Linked DNA regions of Rattus norvegicus: region 1 is linked to region 2. Evidence: chromatin contacts called from public Hi-C data. All regions are on one chromosome and are shown on one strand. Each heading gives the region's core, a stretch centred on a gene start, on an enhancer-like site or on the middle of the called end of the contact. The rest is flanking DNA. Distances are from core to core; before and after follow the strand shown. Region 1 holds the start of Stt3b (STT3 oligosaccharyltransferase complex catalytic subunit B). Region 2 holds the start of Gpd1l1 (glycerol-3-phosphate dehydrogenase 1 like 1).

The links. A called contact is a pair of places that touch in the nucleus more often than the background predicts.
Region 1: a Hi-C map of liver shows a contact between it and region 2, with 3 times the contacts expected there. The contact joins the promoter of Stt3b here to the promoter of Gpd1l1 in region 2. A contact is called at or near these places in 1 of 12 Hi-C or Micro-C datasets (liver) and 1 of 1 datasets of contacts at active chromatin or transcription factors (oligodendrocytes).

The regions. Positions count from the first base shown.
Region 1 is chr8:123,870,002-123,874,016 of GRCr8, forward strand. Stt3b (STT3 oligosaccharyltransferase complex catalytic subunit B) reads right to left here and starts at 2,178. Exons shown (of 16, transcript NM_001170539.1): 1 at 1,807-2,178. The coding sequence starts at 2,114.
Region 2 is chr8:123,497,117-123,501,303 of GRCr8, forward strand. It overlaps Gpd1l1 (glycerol-3-phosphate dehydrogenase 1 like 1), which reads right to left and starts at 1,832. Exons shown (of 8, transcript NM_001191885.1): 1 at 1,581-1,832. The coding sequence starts at 1,627.

The DNA of each region.
Region 1 (4,015 bases), core at 928-3,427, 370 kb after region 2:
TAGGGGGAAAATGAGCAAAAAAAATTAAAATCGCCTCATTTATTTGTGCATTTATCTGTAATCATTAATTTCAGCATCTGAGTTAACTCTTAGCAGTTAAGAATCTTCCACTTGTGGGGTTGGGGATTTAGCTCAGTGGTTAGAGCGCTTGCCTAGGAAGCGCAAGGCCCTGGGTTCGGTCCCCAGCTCCGGAAAAAAAGAACCAAAAAAAAAAAAAAAAAAAAATCTTCCACTTGTAAAAAATGTTACTTTCTGGAAGTATCTAAAATTCACTTTGGAAGTATTTCCAAATTTTGTTACACCCTGTGCTATCTTCATCTAAAAAGACACAACTTTCTCTTCTAGTGTTGTTCAGTAAATTCTAGTGGCTTTCATTTCTGGTCAATTTTATTTTTAATCTAATTGTTTGTTTCATGCTCTATCCAGTTACTTCACAAGTACTAGTAGGGTCATAGTAATCTCCACCAATATGATTTTCTTCTCTGGTTCCAAATAACATAATGGTCATTTATAAAGCAAATCTAATGTTAGAAAAAAATTGATACCTCTAAAATGGGACAAAAACCCCTCACAGCAGGCCGTCACCGTGGCTCACTGCTTCTCTAAACTGTTTTCCTTCAGTAGGCCCCTCTGGTGTTCAATAGATATTGCAGCATAAATATGTTTCTTAAAGTACAACTTAAATCCGATACTGAACATTTAGGTTCCCCCGGCAAAAATTCATTTATAACCTATATATTATTAACTCTTAAGAAGATTCTCTGTGCATTTCAAATGGTAAGACAAATACCCTACCGTTTAATTAGGTCTAATTACAAGTAAGATTAATTCAAGGTTGATAGGGCAGCCAGAGAAATAAACTAGTTTAAAGAGGCGCGCTCCTGCTCTCTTTCTCAACCCCCCCACCCCTCTCTGAAAGAAAAAACAAAAAAACAAAAAACAAAAACTTAACTCAGGTTGGCCCAATGGGGAGAAAGCCCAAAGCAATCTTCCAGTCTAGGTAACTCTGTGTTCAGAGTTGGGTTAAGTCCCTAAAACCTTCAGGTCAATGAGTGCCATGCAGCGTGTGCAACTTCGGCACCACAATCTAGAGCTCCCAGCACGGTGTGTGGTACGGTTTGTACTCTTCTCCACAGACCTTCCTGCAGAGACCAATAAAAGAACTCATGCAACGCTGTCGGATATTGTGGTAACAACCAGGGTGAGAGTTCGGCTAACAGAATAACGATCTCGCTCTAAAAAGCAACGCAATACAACAGTACAAATAGTGTGGCGAGCTGAGAGCACTTAAGGGCCTTAGGGGGGTTAAAGAGACACTCCTGAAAATACCTGGGGCTGGAAAAACACGAGGCGCTACCACTGCGCTCGCTTTCGGGATAATATTTCTCCCCCTAAATCCTAACACTCCGCTCTCCAAGAGAGAGAAAATACAAGGGGAAAGAGTGAAACTGCGAGGCTGAGCGGACGAGGGGTTCCAGTCATCTCCAGCGGCCAGAAGGCAATCCCGGGGCTGCTCCGAGGCAGGAGAGGAGAGAAATGAAATAAAATGCAACAAGGCGCAAAGCTGCGGCGGAGAGGGCGTGGGGAAGGGGCCCCGGGAGCAAGCCGGGGCGCGGCGGGGAAGAGGCGCCGCGCGGGGCCGGCCCACCCCGGGGGCGGAGGACTGAGGCTCCGCTCCCGGGCAAACTTCGCCAGGCGGGCAGGGGGCGCGCCCGGCCCGGCCCGCGGGAGACCGGGTGGGATCCGAGGGGCTCTGGACAAACGGGGACCGCGGGCTGCCTGCGGGGGAAGGGCGGGCACACTCACCACGGGTCGAACTCGTGGATGATGCTCTCGAAGCGGATGACGGCGAAGAGGCGCGAGCTGAAGCCGGCCAGCCAGGCCAGGAAGAGGATGGTGAAGGAGAGCAAAGACTGCCACCCGGCCGGCTGCGACAAGCCCCCGGACAGCCCCGCGGGGGGCCCCGGCTTCGGCGCCGCCGCCGCCCTGGAAGCGCTCTGGGCTCCGGGCCCGTGGTGCCCGTGGCGGCTGTTCCCCAGAGCCATGAGGCCGCTCCACGGGGACGAGTTGAGAGACGACTTGTGCTTGCTCTCCGGGGCCGAGGGCTCCGCCATGTTGTGCCCCGGCGGCGGGTCTCGCTCGTCCTCCGCGGCCACCGCCGCCGCCTGGAGCGAGGGGTGCTGGGCGGAGACCCAGAGGAGGAGGAGGAGGAGGAGGAGGAGGGCGACGGCGACGACAACCAGGAGGAGGAGGCGGAGGCGGAGGAAGAGCTGGGCGCGCTCCCGCCCTCAGCACCGCGAGGCCGGGACACTGTGGGTGGAAGCGGCGGCGGCGGCAGCGATCCGGAGTCTCCGCCTCAGCAGTAGCCGCGACCGCCGCGGTCTCAACCCAAAAGGCCCCTGCGCCCCACTAGCCATCCGTGTCCCCCGTGCGGCTGAGGAGGCGGCAGTGGCGGCGAGAGCCGACGGGACGAGGGCGCCAGAGGAGCGGTGGCTCGGAGCAGCAATGACATTCCCCCGCCCGCCCCGCCGCGAGGATCACAAAGGGGGAGGAGCCCCCTGGAGTCCGGGCGGAGCTCAGGCAACCTTTGACTCCGCCCCCTCTCCCAACAGGAACTGGCCCCTCCGCCTGTCACAGAGCGACAGGTCCGTTAAGGGGCGGGGCCGGAATGGCGGCGTGCACCAACAGGAGCGCGAGCAGGGTCTTGGGCGGGGCTTCGGCTGAATGGCCCTCCCCTCCTCCCCCTCCGCCTCGCGGCCTCGCGCCTATTCGCCGCCGGCCGCGGCTACGATTTCATTGTCAGTTGAAAGACGCGGTTTCGCGCGCGGGCCTGTTTGGGGCCCTGGGGAAGGGCACCAGGAGGTTCGGCTCGCTTCCCCGCGTGGATCCTGACTCGAGGAGCAGAAGGTCCCACGTCCCAGTCGGCTAAAGGGACGCAGAGAGCACGGCCCTGCGGTCGGCTGCTCGGCGGCCGTGACTTTTAACCCGCTCAGCACGGAGCGCCCGCCACGTGACTGGGCGCGCAGGCGCGGTGCAGGGTCCTGGGCGCGTGGGTCCAGCTGCTAGGCTGAACGTGCCTGAGTGAGTGGCTGGGTCGCTGCATTCTCTGTCCCTGTTGTGCTGCCCTGAAAACTTAGAGAGGGCAGACGATCGTTCGAGCCGCAGCCAGGCGCACGCACACACACAAAATGTCACCTTCTTTTTCCTGTGTTTCCCAATTGCCAGGACATTATTTTTGCAGCTCAATCTTTTGACTGCAAGAATTCACTATTTCCACCTGCCTACGTTCGTCCCGTCACCAAATTAACTTTTCCTGGACTAGGTTAGCTATTTCCCAATTCCCACTTTAGCAAACTAGCGAACCGAAAACCCCTGTGTAGGAACTTTTCCTTGTCTGGGGCAGTTTGCTTATACCGCCTTCTTCCTCCACAACTGGCTCCGCCCATCCCCCAAAGCACAAAAGTCAGAGATAAAGATCAGCGGGATCATTGGGAGACTGGAATTACTGTGATATAAGCCCCCTCCCCCACTCCCTACAATAACCTACAGAGGTTATTGTAGAAACAAGGGCCAGTTAATATTTTATTGGTTTCTTTTGTGACACTGGAATTTTTAAAAATGTGTGTAAAGAAGATTAAGTCCTGTAAAAATTGCAAAATAAAATTGTGTTTCGTTGCTTATTGTCTTCGGTAAATGAACAAACGTACCTAACTAGTATATTCAGCCACTCCCAACCTAGTGATTAACTTTGCCGGTTTCCTTATAAAAATAAATAGACTCTCATCGGAGAAAACAAGCCTTCCATAAATAGATCTCCTCACCACCAATTTAATATCCAACATTTATTAAACATGTAAATTTTAATGAGATTCACCGTAGAATATTAACCAATCTCTTTGAACAAAGAGAGGCAATATGTCCTTTCTCAGAAAAGTGCGTGTTAAAATGGCGGCATTTCTTTTGACCCATGTTTCATGAACCTATCCATCTAAAATAACAGGATTTATCTGGTGAC
Region 2 (4,187 bases), core at 582-3,081:
CACACTGAGGGCACACTGAGAGCACTTGCATATTTATGCAGGCAAAACACTCAAACCCATACAAATAAAAGTTAAACAAATTGTAATAAAAATACAAAAAGCATGGCTTTGAATTTCTGATTCCCCTGCCTGCCCCAAGGACTGGAATCCCAGGCAGGTGTTACTCCAACACTTGGCTTTTAAAGCACAGGGCAGTCTGACTGGGAGTAGAGCTGCTTCCCAGGAGGAGCAAGGCCCCGGGGTTTTGATCTACAGCAGCTCGGAGTCTATGTATTAACTTAGCAACAGAGTAGTTTTATGTTGAGTGTGGATGTCTTCTCATTATAGAGCATTCATTATGATTCAAGAGGCCCTGGGTTCGATCTCCATCACCAAAAGGGGTAAAAAAAAAAAAAAAAAGCTGGTCTGTGAGGCCCTTGCACCCCCTTTTTAATAGCAACAATCAGATCTCTGTGAGTAGATCAGGCCAGAGCTGAAGTAAGACCTGTCTCAAAAAAAAAAAAAAAAAAAAAATTAGCACATGCCAGGCACTAGGTAAAGAACTGGGCCCGAGGAGAGAGCTCCCAGGAGACAGACAACTAAAAGATGAGGCCAACACAAGGGTCAGCAACAGGAGGCCGGGGAGAGGCCACCGGTCCAGCCGCAATGGAAAAGAACACCCAGCTAAGGTTTCCTCCAAAACGACTTTCAGAGCCAAGTCTTCAAACACCAGTCAGGTGGCTCCTACGACTCCTGGACAGAACCGCTTCTAGCACCCTGAGCAGTGGTGTGAGTCAGACCACGGAAAAACAGAAGGGGACAGGAGCCAAGAGAATGTCCCTCAACTGTTCTACCCCTGGGCCGCGGGAACACACCATATTCTGTCTCCTTCTCACAGAGACCCTAACTTCTCCTGTGTTAAGAATCACCAAGGTATTGAAACTACTGGGAGCTTGAAAGCCCCCCAAGCACCAAGCGCTTTATAAGTGAAGTCAAATCCAGCCCAGTGGTGTCCCCAAAGCTCTGCAAACACCTTTCCCTAGGACCCTCATGTTCCGGCAGCCAGGCCGGTGGGGACTCGGTGCCCCTTCTCGATAGCAGGATTGGGAACCTCTCGCCACAGGAAGTGGGAACTGTCTCTTGAAGGAGAGCATTGCCCCAGGTAGCAACGACCCTTATCACTCTCTGTGCCTCGGTTTCCTCACCCACCAAACTGCAGTAAGAACTGAGCCTCTGCAAATTCCTCCATGGGGGTGATCGGCAGGGGAGAATGGAGAACGCCCTTAGGTTGTTTTGCTAAGTAACGGGGTTTGGCGAGCAGGTGGCCGTAACCGCAGGGTTACCAATGCGCAGACAGGTGCCCGCGGGCGCCGTGCACGCTGCCACCCAGGCCAGCTTGGCCGGGCACCTCGTGCACTGGTGCCTCGGCGTGGCCTCTGTGTGTGCAGTGCCCAACCGGGACAAGCGATCGCAGGCCCGCCTCTCTGCGTATCCGCGGTGCCCTGGTGTCCACGCCGAAGCAGCAAGCAAGCAGCCCTGGCCCGCCTGGAACCGGGGCTTCCTGGAGGCGGAGCCCGCGCCGCCCACCCGCCTCTGCTCACCAGTTCCCGGAGCCCACGATGCACACTTTCAGAGGCGCCGCTGCCATGGCCAAGCCGGGTAGCTGCTGTACACAGCCTTCCTCCCAGGGCCAAGCCGGATCGCTGCTGCAAGCCGGATCGCTGCAGCACACACAGTGCCTCCCGGGCCGGCTGCTCACCTCCACTGGAACGGCCTAGTATAGCCGCTCCGGGCGACCCCGCCCCGCCCTCCTGTCCGCCAATGGCCACCGCCACCCGCCTAGGCGCCTAGGGCCACAGCTGACAGCCCGGAGGATCCGCCCCGCCCCGCCACTCCCAAGAACCACTGCGCACGCCTGGTCCGGGCTGGTAGCTTGGTCAGCCTCCGGTGTCGCCCCACCCCTGCCCGAGGAATGTTGGGATGTGTAGTCCCTCTCCCTGCAGGCTCCCTTTCGGTTCCAGGCGGGCCACACGCAGGCCAATGTTATTGCGCAGACTGGATCCCTGAGGTCCTGCTGCTGTGTGTCACTATTCGGGACAGAGCAAGCCCGCCCCAACCTATAGAAGTGTCACCTATTTGCTCTCTGCGCAGGGACAGCTGTCACTTAAGGGTGGAGCCCAGATATCTCTAAATAGTTGACTGTGAATTCACCCAGATTTGGGCTCAGAGCCTACACCTGCTTTAACAACGGTTGCCAAATTCGTTTAAACAGGACAGGTCCGGGCACCTATGAATTTCCTAGCGAGCCTGGAGCTTTAATCTAATGTCTTCTGCCCTAGATCTGGTAGTATCTGCAATACAAGGGTGATGGTCGTATTTCAGTTGGTAGAGGGCTAGATGGAACACAGGAAGTTCCATCCCCGGCGCCTGGTGGCTCTGGCCTGTAATCACAGCACGTGGAGAATCTGAAGTCCCAAGTTATTTTTGACCAGCATAAAAATGAGAGGCCACTTTGTCGCCTTGTCTCAGACAAGCCAGCACCCTTGTGTTTCAGGATGTAAAACTTGCCTACACAGGGTCAAAACAGAAACTTGAACTGTCCCCTCATATGGTTACTCTTAGGACAGGACATCCCCCTTTCCCGTCTCTGCCAGAGCTTCAATGACCTCTGCTCCACCCAAGCTGTCGTTGTATTGCGGATGCGCACGCCGAGGCGACAGAAAACAGAGATGGTGGAATGTGTTGTAATCTCAGTGCCAGGGAGGTAGAGTCAGGAGGATCGGCAGTTCAAAGTCATCCTTAGCTACACAGTGAGTTTGAGGTCAACCTGGGTCACATGAGACCCTGTCACAAAGCAAAAGCAAGAGTGGGGAGGATGAGCTGGTTTTGCAAGGAAAGATGTAACCCTAAGAACTGGAGTCAGATCTCCAGAGCCCACAGAGGAGGGAGAGAACCAACTCCCTATAGTTGTCCTCAAACCCTCCCTATGCTAATCCATATAAGTGCCCCTGTCTCACAAGCTTGACAACAGTAAACGAAAACATTTTAATTGATACATTTGTTGAGACAGGGTCTCACCGTGTAGCCCTGGCTGATCTGAAACATGCTAAAGACCAGGCCAGCCTAGTACTCACTTTATAGGTCATGCTGTCCTCGAACTCACAAGAGATGTGCCTGCCTCTGCCTCCCAAATGTTGGGATTAAAGGCAATTACCTGGATTAAGTTAAATATATTTAACCAATGCCTGGTTTAAAATAAATTTAATTTTAAAATAGGTTTATTTCTAGCACTCTAGAAGCAGAAGCAAATTAGTATCTATGAGTCCAGGGCAGCCTGGTCTACATTGCAAGTTCCAGGTCAGCCAAGGCCAAATATTGGGACCATCTCAAAAACCTAAGTCAAAGTGTGTGTGGTGATATAGGCCTTTAATCCCCAAGTGGGCAGGTCTCTGTGAATCGGGGGCCACCCTGATCTAGATAGCTTGGTTACACAGTGAGGCTCTGCCCTAAAAAGGGGGAAGGAAGGAAGGAAGGAAGGAAGGAAGGAAGGAAGGAGGAAAGAAAGAAAATAGAAAACCAGACCTAGAATTCTCGAACTGCTACATGTTAACCTTTAATCCTGTGTCTAGGCAACACCTCACACCAATTCCATCAGAGCCCCCAGGGATGTAAGTTGAGAGTTCTTAAAGTGCAAAGGTGGTTACTTGTGGTGCATGGGGACTGTAATCTCAGTGCCTGGGATGTGAAGGCAGGAAGATCAGAAGGTCATGGTGACTGTATAGTGAGTTCCAGGCCGGCCTGGCGTGGGAGTGGGGGACACAGGATAACCCTCTCCCCCTCCCCCAGCTCGAGTGGGTGAGAAAGGAGCCATGGAGGAGGGCTCCCCACTGGGTTCGGGGACATCGGTGACCTAAAGTGGCCATTTTCTAAGAGATGGAGAGGATGGTCATGATGAGGTGAAAGTCCGTGTGGGCAGCCCCAGCCCTGGGTGTTGATCACTTCAGGTCTGTTTCCTTCGGAAGTGGATGCTTCCAGAAGGCGTTGATATAGACAGTGAAGTCGTGAGTTTGGCTGCCGGGACTCAAACTGCAGAGTGAAGGGCTCTTCGTGAGGTCAGAATTATTAGAAAACATGAGTCTCTCCCTCTCCTTCTCCCTCCCTCTCTCTCTCTCTCTCTCTCTCTCCCTCCCCCCTTCTTTCTTTTTCCA